Regions from separate parts of the Hordeum vulgare genome. Here region 1 is linked to region 2. The links are chromatin contacts, called in public Hi-C maps. All regions are on one chromosome and are shown on one strand. The core of a region is the stretch at or near the end of the contact, and the rest is flanking DNA. Distances in the headings are between cores, read along the strand shown.

The links. A called contact is a pair of places that touch in the nucleus more often than the background predicts.
Region 1: a contact with region 2 is called in a Hi-C map of seedling, with 4 times the contacts expected there. The contact joins the enhancer-like site here to the promoter of LOC123452042 in region 2. A contact is called at or near these places in 4 of 6 Hi-C or Micro-C datasets (leaf and seedling).

Annotation. Positions count from the first base shown.
Region 1 is chr5H:315,141,549-315,146,398 of MorexV3_pseudomolecules_assembly, forward strand. No RefSeq gene overlaps it. Among protein-coding and RNA genes, the nearest start is that of LOC123395745, 160 kb to the right of the region's middle. Within about 2 kb of position 1,498, at least 3 of the 3 cell types and tissues checked have open chromatin away from gene starts, as enhancers often do. A contact at or near this core is called in leaf and seedling, where this site is marked.
Region 2 is chr5H:314,766,214-314,771,156 of MorexV3_pseudomolecules_assembly, forward strand. LOC123452042 (cell division control protein 45 homolog) reads right to left here and starts at 3,505. Exons shown (of 1, transcript XM_045128616.1): 1 at 1,227-3,505. The coding sequence starts at 3,490. The coding sequence ends at 1,673.

The DNA of each region.
Region 1 (4,850 bases), core at 248-2,747, 370 kb after region 2:
AAAATATATGGACTTCGAAAAACGATATCTTGTCTTGTTCCATTGCTACCAAAAGGTAACAGTAATGGCAATTTGATGCTATTATTGTTAAAGACTACCATGACCAACTAACTAGCAGTTTTGAGTAGGTCCATTAGTGGACAAGATTAGATCTGAATTGACCTGACAAAAAAACATCTTAGGTAGACTGGGACGTGCCTCTTTTCTAATCGCTATAGGGTCATGACAGGTTTTCGCTTCAGAAATTGACGTGCTGAGTGTTGACAAAAGGGGAAAATAAATGGAAAAGGCAGATCCAACTTGGTCAAAATTCATAGATTCAGTGACTGGTGTAAAAGCACAGTGCAAAGGATGGAAATTTGTCATCAAAGGAACCGAAGTCTATTGGATGAGTTGGATCCACGTAGGAGGAGAAGGTTGGACTGAGAAGCACTCCTCTCCAATTGACTCTTCTACTTCTCTTTCTCTCTGCTTGCTTGCGGCACCATTCTTCTAACCTATCGAACCACATTGCTCATATGCTACCTGTCTAAATCGATGGAACTATTTTTCCTGACGTGCTACAGTTCATTTCACCAATGATTAGTAATGTCATGATGATCTACAAAAAAACGTCACCATCTTTAGCTGCCTAAGCATTAGTAGCTCATCTGAATGCATTTTTCAGATGCAAAATCTACCCATCACTTGTGGGCTACCTTGCCACATTCTAGCATGATTCAAGCCACATTTCAGGGAGAATCTTCCAACTGGGTTAAGGTATGATATGCGAAAGATGCCATGACAGTATTTGCTTTTGCTTGCCAGGCTGAGATAGGTGCCTTGAGGGGAAAGAAAAAGGATGGGTAGCAGCAGCAGCGGCTGGATGGATCTAGTGCAGCACCAACCATGGCGACAGAGGTGCAGAGATGTCGCATTCAGCAGCCAAACCTGTCTTTCCTCTCTAGTGGAGGCGGTGATCGGATAATATATGCCTGCTCACTCAGGAACAAGAATAGATTCATGCCACCGGCGCTGCTGCCGCAGTGACAAAAATGGCACATGTTCTTGCTTTGCAAAACTATTTCTATATCAGGTTTTTCTCCAGATGTCATTGCCCATATCGCATAATCTCGGTTTGAGATTTAAAAAGATTTAAAAAGATGAACATCAGCTTTGTTAAGTCAGTACTTAGTAGTGGTAGGGTAGCACCGATGGAGCTAGCTGCCCATACTCGGCCGGGCATCACCAAATCTCTGGAAAGTGAAGTTGGGGTGGCTGATAGGATTATATGGGTTTGCCCAAGAATCGTCGAGTAATCGAAACGAGTGGGGCCTGGATTTGACCTTATGAGGTTGCAGGCAGGAAATTCAGGCGGGGCCGAGTAGCCGGTGGATAATGCGGCTCCATGGTCCACATGTCAAAATCAGAGCATCGTGGAACGAGACAGGGACATGCCTAATTCAATTCAAGGCTCATCAGATCAGCCGTGGTCAGTAGAATGTTTCGTTCCAAAGTCGCCTGTCAGTGACCAGACGCGCACTGTTCCGATTGCTGTCAGACAGACAGACAGACAGACAGGCAGGCTCAGGGGGAAGAGCGACTGATTGATAGTAATTCAGATTCAGCACGCAGTACTACTCCACTCCAGTATACTATATACTTATTTCTCTAATTTCCTCACGCGCACACACTGTTTTGTTTCGAGAGATGCGTTTGAAGGCCCCCCTACCCTACGGATGCAATGCAATGCACCGCCCCGCGCCGCTAGCCGCTCTTTTATGAACCGACGCAACAGTGGTTGCGCATTGCGCTGGCTGGCGAGTGAATCCGCACGTGAAAGGGTGGCGTGCGATTCAAGGCCGGCCTCTCTTTCCGGCAGCGGCCAGCTCGGCGGCCTCCAACTTGGGCTGCTCCGCTGAATCTGAAATGAATGAATGCTTGACGGACAGCGGAGCGGAGGGGATGAAGATGGCGAGATCACGAGTGTGGTCGTACTATCTCGTATCTGCAGGGCCGGCCGGGGTCAAATCCGTCCGTGTTGAGTGACCGACCGGGGGAGAATGGGGTGTCTGCCATTGCCATTGCCATTGCAGTTGCCGTTGGACTTGGACGTGGACGTGGACGTGGAGGATGGATGGATGGATCGTTTCTGGTTCGCGTCCAATCGGCGGCAGCTCGGCGGGACATGGAGCAGTCGGCCAATCGTTATTCTCGCGCTGTAGCAGATGGAATAGCACCCAGCATGGAGGAGATATATGGCATCTGTTCCTGATTTCACTAGTCAACTGTTGTTTGCTGTGGATGGCCCTGATGGTGATCCGCCGTCGTGCGCGTCTCCGTCAAGTATAGTACTCGTAGTACAAGATCCGCTACATCTCCGTCAAGTATACGCTGTACGTTCGGAAAGTAGCATCAAATAGGCGACCTCACGCACATGAAACCTGCCAATTGTCGCGCGCGAAAACGGAGAAAAGTTCACCGAGAAAGCAATGACAGTGTGAGGGTTCAAACCGTGTAACTCAGGCTCGACCACTTGTCGCTAGCCACACCAGCTAATAAGCTTATGTCTCTTTTTCAACTTTTTGCAGGTAGCTTATCATTTTTATTTTTTTGCGCTGGAGGTAGCTTATTATTTAATAAGCTTATGTCTCTAATAAGGAAACGCGGACTACAATAACTATTTCTCAGCAACCGGTTTACTGCAGTTTACCTGTCTTTTTCTTACTATTTTTATTTTCTTCTGTTTGTTTTTGTTTCTTTTTCATTTTCTGCTTCATTTTTCTTTTTTCAAAAAATACTCGCACATTTAAATATATATTTTTAAATGTTCACCTTTTAAAATTTTGTTCAAGAAATTATAAATATTCGCATTTTGAAATGCTGTACATAAATTTCCAAAAACTATTCATGTCTATTAAAAAAAAGCAAAGAGATTTTTGAACATGAACGTTTTTTTGACTTTTTTTGTAAAACACTAACAAATTGGGATTTTTCTTATAAAATCTAAAATATATTTGTGATTGATTTTATTTGTGACTCGACAAATATTTTTTATCTGTGTAGAATTTATTTGAAACAAGAACAACTTTTAGATTCCAAAGAAACTTTGAAAGGTTAAACATTATTTGAGATACCCCAATTTTTTTAATTTGTGAACGAATTTTGAAAATTGGAAATATTTTGGAACTTGTGGATACATTTTGGATACGGTTACATTCTTTTAGTCGATGTATTTTTTCCATTTTTGCAAGCGCTTGGGCCAGGCCAGCAGGCACCAGACAGGAGCGATGTCGTCGCCTAATTGGCCCAACACTTAAGCGGGTTTAAATAATGAGTTTTTTTCTTCTTTTCAGAAAATAATTCTTCTCTTTTTGAAATTTATTATTCTTTTCGAAACCTATTAAAAAATTAACATTATTTGGAAGACAAAAAGAATAATTTTAAGTAACTATTTTAAATTCATTAGTCTTCGAATATTTATTAAATGCTTTTTAAAAAGCATGTACTGTTTTTATCACTTTGTATTTGTTAGTTTTGCTCAAAACTTAATATAATCATTTTAAGCACCTGTTTAAATTATATTTTTAAATAAATATTTTTCAAACCTATCATGGGTGTCTACCTGTTGGCAAAATTTGGATCATCTCAAGAATGTCCAAAACCATAGCATGTTCAATGTAGGTATGGCAAACGTCCATACGTGTATGCAGGATGATAGGAACAAAATGAGTTTATATGGAGCGTCAACTTTAAACAGGGACCAATCATCAATGACCTACAGCACAAGGGTTCTCTTTGCTTTCTAGGAGAAGCGTTTATTCGATGCGTGTAGGACGAGAAAATAGTGAGGGTCATTTGGATCATTTGGGTTGCAGAGCGTATCTGATTTTCACTATGCAACCTCTACACGTGGACAAAGAGAGTATTCAAAAAGTCATCGGCAGAAACTACGACATAACCACTTTTTCTAATGCTGATCAGTAGAAGATCAAGTAAGCAATTTTACCAATAATACAACTAGGCTCGCGAACTAGGGGGACATTCTCATGTTGTGGGACGACCACGTAATCGACATAAATAACATCACCATCACCACTTTCTTCCTTTCACGCATGGTCCATATTAGAGCCATGGGCATCTACTTCAAGATTACTTCGGTCTATAGACCTAACGCCTCCATACTCAAAGAAGCTTTCTTTGCGGAGCTCACTTCGCAAAAGCCGGCCCATTACACTTTGTGGCTCGCCTTAGGTAACTTCAATCCAATACACATAGCCTCGAATAAAAATAAGAGAAATGTTAACCAGAGACGCATTACTCGATTCCGCAACACTCTACAGTGTTGTGACCTAAAGGAAATTCATCTATAAAAGAGGCACTTCACCTAGAGCAAGGAAAGGGAGAACCCAACACTTTGTAAACTTGATTCGTTCTTCTACAACGCGAAGTGGGATTTGCAGTATGGTACTCACATCCTCCACGCCATATCTTCGCCCCTCTCGGATCATTGCTCCCTGTTCTTGCGGACGAAAAGGGGTCGTGGATGCGCCTATAGATTAAAGTTCGAAAACTTTTGGGCCTCACTCCCGGGTTTCGACAAGGTCGTCCATGAGGCTTGGAACAAGCACACTGACCACGCCAAGCCATACCATATCCTATGAGGCTTGGAACAAGGACGGAGTTAGGCTCACAACATGGAGTAGACGCTTGTTCTCAACTGCAAGGTTCTCTATCACGCCGCCCTTCTAGTGATCATTCACCTTCACATGGCCCAAGATGTGCGACTCCTCTCGCCTAACAAGTTGGCTCTCACGGCTATATTCAAGAGGAGGGTTGTGGGCCTCCTGATCGTTGGCCGCGCAAGAAAC
Region 2 (4,943 bases), core at 2,255-4,754:
CTCTTGGAGGGGGCATTTTTGTGCGGAGAAAACTGTAAATAGAAGTCTAAAATCCGAACAATATACTGCCCTGTAAAATTTATGATACCATTGTGTACTGATGATTTGGGAAGAAATGTGCAGTGATTGATTTGAGAAGGACTGGGCAGTGATGGTCTGGAAGAAATATTTGGCTTATAACAAACCAAGTGCAGCTATGTGGAAAGAAGACGAACTTACATTTGGCTTATCAGGATTGCAATCCTGCTCAGTGAATTGGCCCACGAGGTCACAAGTGATACAATCTTAGGCAGCCCACCATGACTGCATTCTACAACGCATCAACGGTATCCTCAAGGAATTCTATCTCATTAAACTATGATGGGGGCTGTATGTAGAACTGCCAAAGTGTAAAGTAGCAAAACCTACCTGCCACAAGGAATGCAGTACAAATGATTCCTTAGGAGAAATCATAAGGATTTAATCCTACGAATAAAACAACGAATATAGGAAAAGGTCCTAAGGATTCTAATCCTCCAAAAATCCTATGCAAATCAAAGGAGCCCAGGGGAGGTGTCCCTGAACTGGCCACTATGATCTGGACAAGAAAAGGTGGGACAGGAATAGAGGAATAGCAGTGACTAGTCCTGATGATCTACCACAAACAAATGTCAAGCATAGAACACTGCAGAATGTTCATACATAGCACCAGTTGGATCTGTGCACGGACAGTGTCCTTATACTAACTTTATAGATGAAAGATCACTGACAAACACCATGTGTTGACATCTCTGCACTCATCAAAGATCTATGAGTTTGTCTGGTTCAAGATAAAACCATGATTTTCTAACAACACAGTAAGGATTTTCATCAACAGTATACGAGCACATGAATGAATCAAATCACTGTAACAACATCACAAATCAGCCAACAGGGCCTCTGAATCACCCCAGTTGCAAGTTAGATGTCTTGTAAAGTACCCTATGACACTTGTTCTTTCAGAGTTCAGATTAATTACAGGTTCAGGACATTTGGGCAGAAAAATCACAGTAAGTCCATAACCCTGTGAAAGACATGATAAATTGGCCCTCTGTAACAGAAGTCCTGTTCAAATTTGCTTGCTCTCATTGTAAGAATGGTATGAAACTTTGTAAGTATGATTTTAAGTAGCTAAGCTAAAAATTGTTTACAAACATCAATTCTGTCAGGTAGACAATGGTAACATAGAGTAGAGCAACGCGTGTTAGTTTGCACACTAAAAACTTGAAACAACTTTATTGATACAGAAACGAATACAACATTATCCTACAATAAAAGCTGCATGCTTATGCAAGTACAGATACTAACATCCATTCTATCAGGTAGAGAAACCAGTAAGCAAGTGTACCTTGCCCCTTGTAGGTCAGAATCAGGTTGGCATCTGAATCTGATGGATTATCCTTTGCTAATGGGGCAGTTGGAGAGTGGAACAGCCTCTCCTCTATCACTAAAAACATGATTGCCAAGCAACTCAGATGTTGCAAATTACAATGTTTGTCAGGCTGCTATCTGTAATTTGGTGAAAATATCAGGTGAGCAACATGGCATGCACCACCATCATCAACTAGTCAACCTCCTTTATTTAGAGAGCACAAGCCTCGGATTTCCCATCTTGGGAATGAAAGAATCATCAGCGTGGGGCGAGCACATGGCATCAAAGCTTCTCTGTTAACCGAATCATGAAAGAACTGACAGCAACAACATCAAGAACAATCCATGATGACTCAAACATGTCATGGAAATAATCTGCACCGATCTCCTCTGCCGCTGACCTAAATGCATTACCAAACGCGTTCCCCTGAACTGCCCCGAGCCTTGGCTTCCCACATACACCAATGACCAACACCTTCTCAGGCTCCCTTGCTAAGCAGGCACAGATTAGTGGCTTCATCCTTGCACCCCTCTCCTTTAGTGCATCCATCAGGAAGAAACAGAATTTAGTAAGCGCCTGTGGATGGCACAGCTTAGCAGTGTCCACTGGATCATCAAGCTTCACCCACCGGAACTTCTTAGCACTCCGGATGAATCCACTCTTGGTGATGGCTGAGCTTCCCTGCCTCAGTATCGCCATCTGTATCTCAATTGCAGATTGCATTCCTTTTCGCAGCTGATCCACATTGCTCAGCGACAACGCAGAGTATGCAACCCAAAATTGCTCAGCAGCACAGGACTCCTTTGAGTCCTTGGACTCGGCATTGAGGGATTCAAGCAAAGCTGTGACGCCATAGACAACATCCGCAGCAGACACCTTGGACCTGTAACCGTGCACCCTCAGGAAGCTCCGGTAGTAGAACTCAGTGAGCCCATACTCAGGCAGGAACCGATCAAACTCATCGCGCATCTTGCGCTTGACCTCCATGCTCATGTACTGGAACCTCTTCTGGCAGTCGGCGAGCGGGAACCCCATCCTCGCTAGGAGCAGCTTCAGCTTCTTCAGCCCGTTGTCGCTCCAGGTCTTGAGCTTGGTCGCGACATATGAGGAGCAGAGCATGGAGTCGAACAAACTCCACTCCCGCAGCAGCATCAGCCTTGGCTCGTCCTCATAGGCGATGCGGGAGGCCTCCGGCGCCCGGATCTTGGTTCCATCCTTGAGCGTCACCACCGACCCGAGGCCGGACGGGTCGAGGTTGCCTGATCCATTGATGTGCTGCTCGAGCTCCATGACGGCAGCCTGGTAGCGCTCGTTGGTGATGCGCTCGTGGACGAACTGGTCAGTGAGGGAGACGCAGGCGAGCCAGAGGAGCTCGTTGGTGTTCCTGCGGAGCGCGTGGGCGAGCTCGTACATGAGGCACCCCGAAGGCTTCCCGTGGAAGGTGCCGAGGCGGTAGTACTCCCTCCGCAGCTTGCCGAACAGCCTCTCCGGGTCGCCGTCCGCCTCCTCCCCATCGTCCGAGAGCCGCCGCCTCTTCCTTCTCCCTCCCTCGGCATCAGAATCGGAGTCGGAGGCGTCAGAGTCCTCGTCCTCCTCCGAGACACGGAGGTGCTCGTCGGCGTCCCCGTCGGCGGTGAGGTCGGAGGCGTTGGCGAGGGCGGAAACGTCGAAATCATAGGAGAGGTCGGCGGTGTGCTCGTCGTCGGTGGAGAACAGCACGACGACGCGGTCGTTGGCGGCGGCGAGGTTGTGGAGGTGGACGGGGCGGTGGGAGTCGACGACGAACGCGGTGGAGGCGGGGGGCAGGATGCCGCGGAGGTCGCGGTGCGCGCCCCAGTTGATGAGGAGCAGACAGAGCGGCTGGGACGCGGAGAAGGAGGCGAGGAGGGTGGCGGCGGCGGCGGCGGAGGCGACGGGGTAGATGGAGAAGCGGATGGAGTCGGCGGAGAGGACGTGGGCGAGCGCCTTGAGCGCGCAGAGGGAGTCGGCGTCGGCCGCGGATGGGAGGATCAGCAGCGGGGAGGAGGCGGCCGCCGCGGCGGCGGCGGCGGCGGCGCGGAGGCGGGCGTAGAAGGAGTCGGCGCGGAGCTCCCGCACCATTGGCGCATCAACGAGGGGGGATCGAGATCGAGAATTTTGGGTGGAGGGGAGGGGAGGGGAGGGGTGGAGAGGAATGCTCGAGATCTGGGAATGGAGTTTGGATTGGGGGCGCTTTGTGGGAGCGGCGAGCGCGGGAGGATTTCGGGATTTTGGTTTTGGGAGGGAACGGCTCGCGTCTTTCGATTTTCGAACTCCAAATTTTCGGCTTTGGGGGGATGGAATCCCGTTCCGGCTCGTCACTGGAGCAGAGCCGCTTGTGCCACCCCGATGTTTCCTTGGATGACAGGTGGGCCCACGTTCCGGTGGGGCGGGCTTGTCATACGGGAGAAACAGACGGGCCATACGATTGATTCATTTCATTCGGTGATGCGTAAACGTCACTACTGCTCGTAGATAGCTGGGCTGGTTCTGACCTACTAATTGCGAGGCCGCATGGGCTCAGGTCCAGCGTCTATAATCGAGAGACTTTCAGGAGGGAAAATCCTATTCGCCGCTTGCTGCGGCGAATGGTCGAGGTTTCGCACAAGGGCGGATGCAAGGGAGGCTAGTTGGCCCGGCCATTTCCAGCTTTGCACAGTGCGGCCAAGTTTCTTCTGTGTTGTTTCTTTTTCTATTTACTAGAAAAAAGGCTCGTGCGTTGTAACGGAAGCGAAAAAAAATCCACGTTTCTAATATAACATGATGTCCTGTATTTCCCGAGTCTAAGAAGAAACTATATGGTTCAGACTTTGGACTCGTGTCTCACGTTTAAACGAAGAAATATTCCTCTCTAGGGTAAAGGTGCAAATATAGATAAAATGTATAGATTGCTTTCCCAAATTATTTTGAACCTTTTCCAAAATTCACATTAAAGTTCTACTCCAAGTTTAGTATCCAAACCTTTCCCATAAATCTTTCTGCATTTGTTAAAGCCACCCACAAATTTTCATCATTTTTCAGAAATCCTAAATCGAACTTCTAGTTCTAACTCATTTGAATTGAATTTAAATGAGTTTGATTAATATGATTCCATCATGACAAAACATTATCTTCCCAATATACATATTTAAAGTAGTCCAGGGAATTTGTCCTCACTTCAAAACTCTTCTCCAAACCCCTTTGTGCTTGTCTTCTACTCCCTCCGTTCCTAAATATAAGTCTTTCTATAGATTTCACTAATAGACTACATACGAATGTATATAGACATACTTTAGAGTGTAGATTCATTCATTTTGCTCCGTATGTAGACTTCTAATGAAATCTCTTAAAAGACTTATATTTAGGAACGGGGGGAGTAGTTCTTTGTTTATTTCTAAACAGAAAAAAAAAATAGCAGAAGAGAGGAGCACAAACACATAGCCAGCCACAGCCCACTTGCCTAGCCGGCCTAGCGAAAGGGATCAGCTCATGAGTTTAATTCTTTTTCCCCTCCTTTCCTTGAGTGCCCAATTCTGCTTGTTGATCCTTCAAACAG